Linked DNA regions of Mus musculus: all the other regions are linked to region 1. Evidence: chromatin contacts called from public promoter capture Hi-C data. All regions are on one chromosome and are shown on one strand. The core of a region is the stretch at or near the end of the contact, and the rest is flanking DNA. Distances in the headings are between cores, read along the strand shown. Region 1 holds the start of Mettl3 (methyltransferase like 3). Region 2 holds the start of Ap1g2 (adaptor protein complex AP-1, gamma 2 subunit). Region 3 holds the start of Lrp10 (low-density lipoprotein receptor-related protein 10). Region 4 holds the start of Mrpl52 (mitochondrial ribosomal protein L52).

Region 1 (3,140 bases), core at 418-2,917:
AATCAAGGCCAAATTTAACTGGCAACTCCAGTAGGAAGTCCCCATTAAGCTTGCCCCATTTCTTAGTCATTGTAGCGACTGTGGACCCATTCATTTAGCATCTTACATATATAATACTGTAGCTGTGACACTTTCTTTCTTTTTCTTTTCTTTTTTTTTTTTTGGCTTTGTTGTTTTGTTTTGAGGCAGGGTCTCTCTAGGTAGTTCTGGCTGTCCTGGAACTCACTGTGTATACCAGGCTGGCCTCAAACTCACAGATATCCCTCTTGTTTAAAAAAGTGCTGGGATGGGCTGGTGAGATGGCTCAGTGGGTAAGAGCACCCGACTGCTCTTCCGAAGGTCTGAAGTTCAAATCCCAGCAACCACATGGTGGCTCACAACCATCTGTAACAAGATCTGACTCCCTCTTCTGGAGTGTCTGAGGACAGCTACAGTGTACTTACATATAATAAATAAATAAATCTTTTAAAAAAAAAAGTGCTGGGATTACAGGCATGAGCCACCATGAAGGGTTTTTCTCCCTGCTTTTTCTTCTAATCTTCTTTGATTCTCACATAGATTTTTAAGCTCCTTTAAGGTAACAGCAGTGTCTTCTTTTTGCCGAAACCCATGAGTAGTGTAGATATGCAATAAATGTTCACAAATTACGGTGAGACTGAATTTCACCAAGGTCTGCTGTTGTGAGCTGTGAATACTGCAAAGCACTGACATGCTACCCACACATGTAGTATGGATTCGGTATTCTCGCAGAGCTTTGCAACTGGTTTACCTTAAATAATTGAGCTTGTGCTGGAGAAGGCTATTAGGGTAGTACTCTTTTAAGTGCCTTCAATTTTTCTAACTTTGTCATACAAGGGGGAGGGGGAAAATGTTTAAAGACCAAAATCAAGTGTTTTCAGATTCTTGCTACGTTTGTAAACACTTGCACTACTCATTCATTAAGGTCCTAGTGAGAAGGTCCTAGTGAGGACCCTGTTGTGGCTGCTAAACCGGGCTCTGGGGATAGATATACAGAAGCAATCCTTGCTCCCCGCCCACATGGGAAAGAAAAGACAGTGACAAAGCAAACGTTACAACTAAGGTAAAACAGGCACAGAAGCAACAAAACGGGTTTTGCTGGCTCTCGGAATAAGGTACTGAGAGGCTTCACGGACGCAACATTCTCCTAGACAGGACTGGAATGGGACCCAAGGAGAGGAGTGGACCCATGTTGGTGTGGTGTTACGCTTGAAAAACCGACGCCCGGGAGGAGGCACTGCAAGCTTTCCCGCAGGTGGGCATGCGTTTCAGCTACTCGGGAAAGATGGGGTAACCAACAATCGAGGAGTCCAATAAAGGGCTGCTCCGGAAAGGGCGCAGAGCCCGGGGCTGTCTTCCTCTCCAGGAGTCTCTCGCCCCGCCCAGGCCCGCCCCGACCACCCCGCACCTCACCCAAGTGCCCAGAGTCCTGCTTCCGTCGCCGCTGCAATCTCTCGCGAAGCGAGTCCAGCTGTTTCTTATGGGCCTGGATAGAGCTCCACGTGTCCGACATCCTAGCTCCCAGCGCGGACTCGGCTCGAATCAGGCGCGGCGGACTAGCACCTCCCCAGCCTAGAACTAAGAAACATCTAATTCTCACGAGGACGCCCGAAGGCCAGCCGGATAGAGCCAAGATGAAAAGCCACTTCCGGTTGGCGAACCAGCCGGACGTAATCCTCACGGTAGTTCTCTCTCGTGTTTCCGGGAGCGCTGAGGCTGTGTTTGCCATGTTGGTAGCTGGCAGACCCGCCATGTTGTTTCTTTAAGTCGTTAGTGACAACGCATTTAAAATAGCAGGGCTAGAACAAGTGTGAGTGTTTGACGGGTGGGTGTATGCGTGGAGAGATGGATGGACGGGAAGGAGTGAACAGACTGTTAGTCTGGTTGATTGTATATTCTGGTCCTTGCACATACGGTCAAGCACTGTATCATAGATTTCTGCCCTTAAGGCCCCAGATTTTCTAAGTTAAATATTATCTTCCTTCCTTCCTTCCTTCCTCCCTCCCTCCCTCCCTCCCTCCCTCCCTCCCTCCCTCCCTCCCTCCCTCCCTCCCTCCCTCCTTCTTTCTTTCTTTCTTTCTTTCTTTCTTTCTTTCTTTCTTTCTTTCTTTCTTTCTTTCTTTCTTTCTTTCTATACAAAGTGTGTGAAAGGAGAGTGGAGTTTCACTATGTGGTTCTGCAACTCACAATCCTCCTGCCTCAATATCCGAGTTCTGGGAATTCAGGCATATTCTAAGACAAACATCTTAATTAGGGAACCATCTTTTTCAGCGTGAGGGAGCACTCTTTAAAAATGTTCAGGATGAGTGGAGAGATGTCTCGGCAGGTAAGAGCACTCAGTGCTCTCCCAGAGGTCCTGAGTTCAATTCCCAGCAACCACATGGTTACTCATATCCATCTGTAATTGGGATCCGTTGCCCTTTTCTGGTGTGCCTGAAGACGGCTACAGTGTACTCATATACATATAATAAATTTGTTCTTTTTTTTTTTTTTAAAAGAAAATGTGCAAGAAATGGGGAGGTAGCTCAGTAAAGTGTTTGCTGTGAAAGCATGAGATTCTGAGATTCCCAGAACCCACATAAATTTAAGGCAAAGCTGTGTGGGGTGGCAGACATTGTTTTAGCTTAATTTAGAAAAAGGTTTATTTTTGTGTTTGAATATTTGTATATGTGTGTTTGTACACACACACACACACACACACACACACATACCTGGCTCCCCTGGAGACCAGAAGACGGAGTCATCTTCGTGAACTAGAGTTACAGGCAATTGTGATGTACAATGTGGGTGCTAGGGTTTGAACCTGAGTTCAATTCTGTAATAATAAATTGTGCTCTTTACCACTGAGCCTTATCTCCAGCCCATGACTAGGCAGTTGTTATCTCAGTGTTGGAAAGGCAGAGAACAGTAGATCTCCTGGGCTGGCTATCAAACCTATCCAGAAACAAAAACTAAAGTAAAATTATTTCTATTATTGCACTGAATGGTCTTATGTACAGTAGTTTGATTACAAAAACTAATAAAATAGTCCCTAAATAATGAAAAGTTAAGGGGCTGGAGAGATGACTCAGCAATGAAGAGCACTGTCTGCTCTTCCAGAGGTCCTGAGTTCAATTCCCAGC
Region 2 (3,140 bases), core at 224-2,723, 2.8 Mb after region 1:
GAGTACACAGGGCCAGGCCTTGAACTGGCTGGTTCCCTTGGCTCAGGTCACTGTAAGGTTGGAAGGATGGTCAGTCAAGTCTGAGAAAACCAGTTTGTTGCAGTACTGATAGCAGGTAGCCCGCTGGAATTTTGCAGTTCCCCCTCTCCCAGCGCCCTGATTTCAAGTGCCCCAGAACCCTCTCACTTCTTGATGCTGTTGGTGATGAGCAGATGGGAATCGTGCCTCTCATCCAATAGAAGCATGGCCCCAAGGTAGCCCACCCTCTTGTCTGTGAATCTGGGGGAGGCGATCAGTTTCAGGCACTCCATCTATAGGGAAGGAGGCAGACCAGGAGGGCAGTGTGAAACCACAGGGCACTAACTTCCGGGCTACAATCTCCTTTAGGCCAGATTAACTTGTGAGGGATCATATTTCATCACTCTCTCTGTAACCAGAAGCTTAAGTGTGGATCCAGATGACAGCAGGCAGGTTTCAGGGACCTGTGTAGGAGTGGAGTCTGGAAAGGGGATGGGGAGGTGCTGAACGGGGCTGGCAAGAAATCACTAGTAGGGTGATAAAAGGTTCAGAAACTAAAGGATTTAGCTGGGTAGGGCGGGGCATGCCTGAAAGTCCCTACACTGAAACGGAGGCAGGGTTTTCTCGAGTTCCCAGTCCGGGCTATAGAGAACCTGTTTCGAAACAAAAAAACTGGAGGAAAAAAACAAAAACAAAAACAAAAAAACAAAAACCACAGCCTGGGTACAAACACAAAGGGGCGCACTGGCCATCTTCCTCAAAATTTGTAGCCATCCCAGGCCAGTACCTGTCCAAAGTGGGCGGGGTAGCCCAACATGTGGACGTAGAGCAGTTTGGCCAGCTGGCGATGCCTCTGCAGGGGATCCCCATCGCGGAAGGAGGCCCGAATTTGGGCGCACTCCTTCTGGATCACCTCCCGTTCCTGGGCCTGCGTCTTGGCCCCGCGAATCTCTTCGATTAGGTCCTGAAGTCTCAACGAATGCACCACCATCCTGGGGACAGAGCCCGGGAGTTGAAAAGACTTTATTTCAACACGTTCTAGCCGGTTGGATAGAATTGCCTTGTGCCAAGATCTCGAAGGGATTGCGTCCCACCGCCGCCCTAAAACTGTGCCCACTTTTACCTCCCACATGTACCCGGGGGCCACCCTCCCGCCTCGCAAGGACATCCCCACTACGCATGCGTCCTTGCTCCACCCTGTGGCTGTTTCTACTGAGCCTGCGCTACAGACCAGTCTATTTCTCGCTCTTCTTCCCGGACCAGTTTCTCCTCTCTAGTTTTCCTTCTGGTTCTCTGTACTATTCCCTTCGCGAGATTTCTTGCCCCCATTCCCACTTCAGAAGGCACTAGTTTCCCAGTCCCAAGCTCACCTGGCTTCGGTGTCAACTTTGCTCCTCTACCCCCCACCCAGCACTTCCTGGTATGGGACAGAGCTGGGGTTGGTGCTCGGTTCGGGGCCCTTCCCTCTTCCCCGCCTCTATCACGGGACCCCGCCCCTCTAGGGCCTCCCTGCTGAGTCGTCTTGACATTTCTGACCTCTGGCCTGTCTCTGGCACTTTGGTAAAGGAGCCTAGAATTGTTCCATGATTGTGGCTCCCCCAGGGGCCTCACTTTTCATCCACCCCACCAGGTGGCACTCAGAGAGCTTGAGTCAGAAGCCATCGCACCCCAAAGGAGATGACAGTCCCCCCCTTTTTGGAACTTTTTTATTAATATACTTTTTTTTGTTAAATTTCTTTGTTATTTTTTTTTTCCTGCAAGACTTGATGTTGGCGGCACTGTTGTATAACTTCAATCCCAAATTCCATGAAATAGAAATCAGAAGTAAAGATTGAGAAGGAAGGAAGGAAGGGAGGCAGGAGGAAGGCAGGCCAGGGAGTAAACAGAGGTTGACTAGAAAAATAAGAAGAGTGTGTGTGTGGTGGGCATTCCTGGGCAAGGCCATTCCTTGAGGAAGGGATTGATTGGCAGGCAGCTTGCCTCTGCCTCATGCAGGGTAGGAAAGTCCCCCGGGGTTCCACAGTCCCCTCTTGTACAGCTTTCTGTCCCCAGAGGGAAAGTTAGTCCCAGGGATCAGCCATAATCTCAAACAGGCTCTCCCCCCAACTCTCGTCCGGGGTTGACACCCACCTCTGCCCTGCCCTGTGTGGGGCAGCGGCTTCCTCTGATTCCCCGTTAGCTCCCATCTCGCAGGAGTCTACGCGAGGGGTTAGAAACTAGACTTGTGACAGCATCTGCTGCCCTTCAGCCCTCAACGTGTTCGCCCCACAACTGTCAGAGCTGAGGACTGGGGTCCTCGCTTGCTGCAGCGCCTCTAACCCTCTGCAGAAATGTCTTCTTCAGTCCCCTTAGGAATTTAATCAAAGGCCACAAGTGAGTCCAGACCAACCAAATAAATTTTCAGGGGGGCAGAGAAGGGTAGAGAGGTGAGTGGCAGAATCTGAAGAGGGGCGGGCTTGGTTGCACCAGATGGTTTTTCGTTGCTTTTCTCAATACTCTTGGCTTGGCGTGCCATCCTTGGTGGTTGGGAGAGGGACTGGTTGAGGAGGGCAGGAGAGGGAGCACGGGGAGTTTCCTGTTGTTCGCTCCCCTTTTCTCCCTCAGGGAAGATCAAAGTAGGCAAGAACTTAGGTAGGTTCTGGGAGGTAAGAGTGGAGGGTACTTTTCCTGCAGCTTTCCCTTGGGGCCAGTGAGCCCCAAGTGGCTCAGGCAGTGCCTTGTCTGGCCACCCAATCACTTCTTATGCATTTCCTTTCTCCCCTCCACTCAGATTCCAGGAGATTCCTCAGGACACCAAACCCCCACCCTTGGTGAAGTTTTGATTCAAAGAAAAGGTTGGGGAGGACATGGGGGGGGGCAATGGTCTGACTTAGATTTGTGTATCTCAGAGGAGAGAGCAACTCTGAGAGAGAACAGCCCTTCATATGTAAACAATCTAGAGAGAGAAGGGGTCAGGGTGGGAAAGAAAAACCAGGAAGACCAGAGACGGGTCCAGAATAAATGAGACCATCTCAAAGAATAGAGGGAAGGAAGAAGCGAGAGACCAAAAGAAAGGGGCCCCGGAGATAGGGGAAAACACAAGTGGGTGGAGGAGGAGAGAAGAGAAGGCAGGTCGAAGGTCA
Region 3 (3,140 bases), core at 280-2,779, 2.2 Mb after region 1:
CTGGACATGGTGACGGGTTTATGATGCCATCACTTGGAAGTAGAGGCAAGAGAACCAGGAGTTCAAAGCCAGCCTAGGATACAAGAGACCTCTCAAAAACAAACAAAGTCTTTGATCTGAGGATTCTAGAATCTACCATGTCATCTCTAGCAGCAGGGAGTCTGGTCCAGACAACTTGACTGAGTCTTGTTGTCTGAGTCTAGCTCTTTTATATGCCAAGAGTTTGATTTAGAAACAAGGTATCTCAACTATTTGTGACTCAGTTTCCAACACTGACTTCTCAGAGGTGTGGTCACCTTTCAGTGAGATAATATATGCAAAATGCTATGATTAATACCTAGCAGATGGTGAGTGATTCTCTAGAAGCACTGAAAATATTTGTTGACATTTATTTTAATCATTCATCCACACACACACACACAAGTTGCAATGTATGCCACAGCACACAGGTAGATGGCATTTATTCATGTTTCATATACACATCACAAGTAGCCTGATGATAAATTTAATCAAGTATTTTTAGCAATGCTGAAGATGAAACAAAGTTTTACTGTATGGAATTTCCCACCTGTGGCACTATGTTGGTGCTCAAATTGTTTAAAACAGTGGGAGCCATTCAGATTTGAATATTCAGATTTGGGGAAGGTATTACTAAACTTCTCCATGCCAGCACTTCCTTATCTGTAAAATGGAAGTAACCATAGACTACCTCACAGGACTGTTGACAAGAGGAACAAACATCTCGCTGTTAAATATTTACTATATGTATACTAAATGTACTTAGGTATAAGCCTGAAATGTGAAAAAAAATATTCAACTTGTTATTCTTTTGTAAATATTACCCACCTGTGCCACAGGAAACCGGAAACCCACAAAATTTAATAATACTACCCTGTAACTGAGAATAATTGTTGCTATCAGATAGAAACACCTCACTTCCTATGTCTGCCAACGTGCTTAGGGCTCAATCTACAATGTTACCCTAAATGTTCACAAGTACCATAGGAGGGAGTCACACTATCATGACCCTCAATTTTTACAGGACTGCTTGAACGGAGGAGTAATTTTCTCAAGTTCACGGATCCAGCAAGTGAAGCCATATTATGTCTTTACCATTCGTAGAGATCACTGCATCTCAGCAGGAGAGCAAGCAACACTCTTGGGACAAAGGTACCCAGTCTAGGCCCCAGCCTACAGGAAGTGTCAGTTTCCAAAGCTGAGGCGGGGGCGGGAGTGATGAATAAACATTGTAACAGATAATTATAATAGCGCCTGGTAATTGGTTCAGTAAAGGCTTACTACCAGAAGCGCTACGGGATCTAAGGCGCTGGGTGAAGAAAAAGTACTGAGGATTTAAGGGTCCAAAGACACGTAGCAGTTACGGCGGGAAAAGCAGACATCCTTTGACAAGACACATCTGAAAGATAACGCAGGCGGCAGCCAAAGGGCGATCCGGAGCGTGACGGCAAAAGCAACCCGGAAAGGAGCTGAGCGCAGGTGGGCGTGGCCGCGCGGTGACTGGCAGGGGTGGGGCCAAGCTGGCCGCGCCCCTCGTCGCCGGCTGCTGGGCTTCGGCCGGGGTCCGCTGGGGCACCGCGAGCTGTGCAAAGCCGCCGTCCCCTAAGGGCCGCGGGGACCGAGCCGCACGCCGGCTCGGGGACGGGCAGTCCACAAAGTTTGGTCCGCGGAGGACGCAGCGTCGAGCCCGGCAGGTGCGGCCGGGCCTGGCCGGGGCGCTCGCGGCCTTCCGGGCGAGCACCGCCGGGCACTGGTAAGGAGCGATCAACTCTGAAGTTAGCAAGAGGCGTCACGCCTGTTCCTCTCCGCCGTGCGTCCAGCCCTGGCACCCCGAGCCTGGGTCGCACCGGGGCTATGCAGCCCCCACCCGGCGAGGAGCTTCCTGCCAGGTAGACAAGAGGCGCCCCGGGACCCTGCCGGCACCCCTGTTCAACCCAGGATGCTATCGGCCCTCCCTCTTCTTTTCCTCCTCCTCGGTAAGAGTCCCCGCCCCGGTGTCACTGCCCGCCGTCCCGCGCCCTCCTTGGTGACCCACGACCCCTGCGACCGCCGCCCCGTCGAGCCTCGGCCTCCTCTCGGGCTGTCCCACACTGTCCCTCCCACTCACAGCCAGGGAAGGCGACCTTTCGGCGAGGTCACGCACCTCCTTCCGGCTCCTCTACCCCTTCCTATAAACTGTCCGGAAGTCTCAGATGGGCCTCCCCTTGGAGTTGCCCAGGTGAAGAAAACTTGACTCTCTCTGCTGCCCTTTCTCGATTCCCCCTCTAGGAGGTGCTCTGGCCCGCCCAGACCGGATCACTTTCCCACGTTCTGGTAAGTAAAGCGAGTTCCTAGGGTTCTGGGGCATGGGAATGAAGATGCACCCTAGAGAAAAGAATCTCTCCCCTGGATCCTGGAGTCTGCTGTAATTTTAGAATAGGTATCATCCATTACTTTACAGAAGGGGAAACTGAGGCTCAATGTGAACTGGCACCTGGTAGTTGTTAAGAACCATCTCGTTTTTTTATGTGTAATATCCGTGTTTTGTCTCCCTAGTTAGGGTAAGGTCTTCCTGAGAGTAGAAACAGTATTTCTCTGCCAACTGACCCTGTGGCTGGCACAAAGCCTACAGTAACATTACTTATAGTGTGAATACTTAAGATGAAGTATAAAGAATATGGAAAAGGAGTAGGGTTGTCAACTCCTATAATCCCAGCACTTGAGAGGCAGAGGAAGGAGAATCAGTTCAAGGCCAGCCTCAGCTATATAGTGACTTTGAGGATATCCTAGGTTACAAAAGGTTTTTGTTTTTAAACAAACAAACCAAAAAAAAAAAAAAATGGAGAGGGACCAGTTGGCTGTAACTGGTGGGTGGAGATTTTTGCCATCTTGAGGCATTCAGAGGGGAAGAAGAATATTAAAGAACTCTACCAGTGTCTCCCCCCCCTTCTCCCTCTAGCTTGTGAGGCGCCCCCAGCTGTGCTCTCAGAAGTACAAGGCACTTTACAGAGGCCTCTAGGCCGGGACAGCCGAAGCTCCCCTGCCAACTGCACCTGGGTTATCCTGGGCAGCAAGGATCAGACAGTAACTGTCAGGTGAGAAATAAGGCAAGTCCCCATTTCTCTCTACTGCCCCTTCCCTCT
Region 4 (3,140 bases), core at 413-2,912, 2.1 Mb after region 1:
TTGGTATTGTTAGCATCACGGGCCTTGATCGGTCTTGTTTCTACTGTCAGCTAAAGAATTAATAGGCAGGAAATCCTCAGATGTGACAGGTAGCAGTGGAGAAATCTCCAACATCGCAAACAGCTCAGACAGAATCAGCAACTGAAGAAAGGCTTTATTGAAGGGTGAAGCAACATATACATGCATCACACACAGAGAAAAGTGCCTTTGCAAAGCCAAGAAGGGGGACTCAGAAGACTGAAAATCTAGTCCTTTTCCAAGGCTGGAGTTTTTAAGTCTCTGAAGTTTTCCTCCCCTAATTTAGGGTTGGTAAATTTAAAGAGAAAAAGGATGGCTGATTGGCCCACAACTGTCTTGGAACATGTACCAATCCAGCCTTGAATTCCTGGAGTCAGTCTATCAGCAGATCTACTGGGAGGGAGAGAAAGCCCACAAGATTCTTTGTTTTATGCTGCCAGGCTTTTGTCTCAGGCTAGGAGGAGAGGAAGAAACCAGACATCGTGGAAATTCATCATTATCTAGTCATGGTCTTTTATCTGTCTGCCTACCAGGGAATCTGTCCAACTCTTGGGCCCTTAATACAGAAATGCCTGATTTGGGAACATTTGAATATATGTTTGTTGGGGATGGACCTGAATTCTAAGCATAAAATTCTTTCATGCTGAATGTTATTTTTGAGTATGCTAAGGATGAATCCACAGTCTAAGCATGCTAGACAAGTATTCCACCACAGCATCATCGCCAGCCCTTAGTGCACCTGATTTTTTTTGACAAAAATTCCGTCATGACTTCGGGTGTGTAATTCTCCATCGTAGCATCATGTTTGGATTCAACAGGTTTGGTTTGGGAGCACTTCAGTTTCCAGGTTTAATCCACTCAAAAAGTATACCTAACTCATGAGAATGTGTGGTTTAAAATTAGAATCAGAGTCACCTTACATCCCTGCATTCGGGAGCAGAGGCAGATGTATCTCAATGAGTTCGATGCCAACCTAGGCTACATACTGAGTACCATAGTTACATGGTGAGACCTTGTTTAAAAAAAAAAAAAAATAATAACTGGCACCAGTACAACTTCCTCAAAAAAATGTTTAACAGTGTCCTCAGATCCGTGCTTCCATACATAGTCTTGCAAATGACATATACTTCCCTTCCCACCACTGGGCTGCACTATTAGTCATGTCTGTGATCATTTGTCTTCCTAGACTCAAATGCCTTATCTGGACTGTTTTTTAGCTACCCCTATAATCTCCTAACCCATTCACCACTTCTTCGACTCCGTTGGATGAGAACCAAATTTTTCCAACTCGTTCTACACTTGATCATATCAGAAAACAAACGTTAAAATGAAGCAGAAGGCTGCACAATGAGGTTCGTTGGATGCGACACTTCTGAGTTACCCTAAATTTCCCAAGTCTGGAGAACGTCCGGGAAAGGACTTGGAAACAGCTGCGAAGGATTCGGTCACAGGTATCTCAACCACCTCGGAGGGTGCAAGATGCACGCGCGGGGCAGTTCCTCCTGTTCAGAACACTCAGCCCACAGCTGACTCCCACTTCCGTACGATAACGCAAGATGGTGGGACCGGCGATTGAAAACCACATTCAAGATGTCGGCTTCCGGTTTTCCCGGCAGCGTCCCGCGTGGCTGCCGGGGCCACGCCCACTTCCGGTTCCCTTGCTCCGGCATGGCTGCCTTAGGGACCTGGCTGTCCAGTGAGTGATTGTGGGGTTGGGGACACGGGAGCCGCGGGGCGACCAGCCCTCTAACTCCCTGCTCTTCCATTAGGTGTCCGGAGATTGCACTGCAGCGTAGTGGCGCGGGCCGGTGGCCAGTGGCGACTCCAGTGAGTGCCGTGCCGGGCGGGGGCGCGGCGGGACCTAGTATCCCGCCGCGTCCTCACCCACACTGTCTCCCCCACCCAGGCAAGGGCTGGCTGCCAACCCTTCCGGCTATGGGCCCCTCACGGAGCTCCCTGACTGGTCCTTCGCGGGTGAGCCTTGATGTCAAGGGTTTTTTGTTTTTGTTTTTTTTCCTCCGAGACCACCGGGGTAAGGGTTGGGGGCGTGTCTGGGAAAATAGTGAACCTTTTACTTGAGTTGGAGGACTGCAGCTCTACCTTTGCCTGACTGTGTAGCCGGGTGTTAGTTCACCCCTGAGGTTTTAGGTTTGGAGAGCTGAGGCAGAGGGATTGCTGTGAGGTTAGTGCTATGTAAGGAATCCTTGATTATCCTGAACTACAGAATGAGACCCTGTGTATCAATCAAGAAATAGTAATTGGCTAAGGAAAGTTAGCTGTCAGGATCGTATCCTGAAGGTATAAGGAAATACTAACGTGGGCTGTTCTGGGCTTGGAAGTATGTATGACTTTTATCCTCTCAGAAGGATAAAACTCTCACATGTGTGGTGAGTGTATTTTGACAATTCGTTTGCAAATGTACAAGGAATTCTTTGAAAAGCTGCTGAAAAGAACACCGAAGATCCCTACAAGTCTGAAATGGCAGACTCAGTACAGAGAAGTCTTTTTCTCTTTAAAAAAAAAAAAAAAAAAAAAACTTATGGACTGAAGGATGCCTTTAAAATGCGGTGCCTGTTCTTCCGGAGGACATGGGTTCGATTCCCAACACCCACAGGGTGACTCACAATTGCTTGTAACTCCAGTTCCAGGGGATCCAATGTCATCTTTTCACTTCCACCTTTACCAGGCACCCACATGGTGCACAGACATACATACAAACACAACACCCAAGCACATAAAAATAAAACTTTAAAAAAAGCAAAATTAAAAGAGAGTAGTGACGCATGCCTGCAATCGGCACTCACGAGGCAGAAGCACTGAGAGCTAGGGGATAGCCTTGGCTACATAGTGAAACCTTGCCTCAAAAATCAAGAGTGAGGGAGAAAAAAAACCCTATATTTCATTATACAATGAGATGAAGTTTAGCAAAGAGACACATTGAGTGAAGGGTTTCTGAAGAGAAAAGTGAGTTCAGCTTGGCAGACGGCCCTAGGTCCATGCTAATGACAGGGTTAAATGATAGGAAGAGCGTGCCTATGAAGTCATTTCGTGATTCTGTTGGACCTCACCTCTGAGGCTAGGTGAGTTTTAGTTGTGGTTGTGAACTGGGATCCTCCTCAGTA

The links. Promoter capture Hi-C pulls out the DNA fragments that hold promoters and counts their contacts.
Region 2: a promoter capture Hi-C map of pre-B cells shows a contact between it and region 1, with 6 times the contacts expected there. The contact joins the promoter of Ap1g2 here to the promoter of Mettl3 in region 1. A contact is called at or near these places in 2 of 39 promoter capture datasets (cranial neural crest and pre-B cells).
Region 3: a promoter capture Hi-C map of liver shows a contact between it and region 1, with 4 times the contacts expected there. The contact joins the promoter of Lrp10 here to the promoter of Mettl3 in region 1. A contact is called at or near these places in 2 of 39 promoter capture datasets (hippocampal neurons and liver).
Region 4: a contact with region 1 is called in a promoter capture Hi-C map of liver, with 3 times the contacts expected there. The contact joins the promoter of Mrpl52 here to the promoter of Mettl3 in region 1. A contact is called at or near these places in 4 of 39 promoter capture datasets (cranial neural crest, hippocampal neurons, liver and 1 more).

The regions. Positions count from the first base shown.
Region 1 is chr14:52,303,457-52,306,596 of GRCm38.p6, forward strand. It overlaps Mettl3 (methyltransferase like 3), which reads right to left and starts at 1,668. Exons shown (of 11, transcript NM_019721.2): 1 at 1,432-1,668. The coding sequence starts at 1,531.
Region 2 is chr14:55,105,120-55,108,259 of GRCm38.p6, forward strand. It overlaps Ap1g2 (adaptor protein complex AP-1, gamma 2 subunit), which reads right to left and starts at 1,474. Exons shown (of 22, transcript NM_007455.5): 1 at 1,389-1,474; 2 at 806-1,010; 3 at 187-311; 4 at 1-50. The coding sequence starts at 1,009. It overlaps Jph4 (junctophilin 4), which reads right to left. Exons shown (of 6, transcript NM_177049.5): 6 at 1,707-3,140.
Region 3 is chr14:54,462,618-54,465,757 of GRCm38.p6, forward strand. It overlaps Lrp10 (low-density lipoprotein receptor-related protein 10), which reads left to right and starts at 1,530. Exons shown (of 7, transcript NM_022993.3): 1 at 1,530-1,994; 2 at 2,287-2,331; 3 at 2,957-3,092. The coding sequence starts at 1,958.
Region 4 is chr14:54,425,247-54,428,386 of GRCm38.p6, forward strand. Mrpl52 (mitochondrial ribosomal protein L52) reads left to right here and starts at 1,663. Exons shown (of 5, transcript NM_026851.2): 1 at 1,663-1,714; 2 at 1,788-1,845; 3 at 1,925-1,992. The coding sequence starts at 1,687.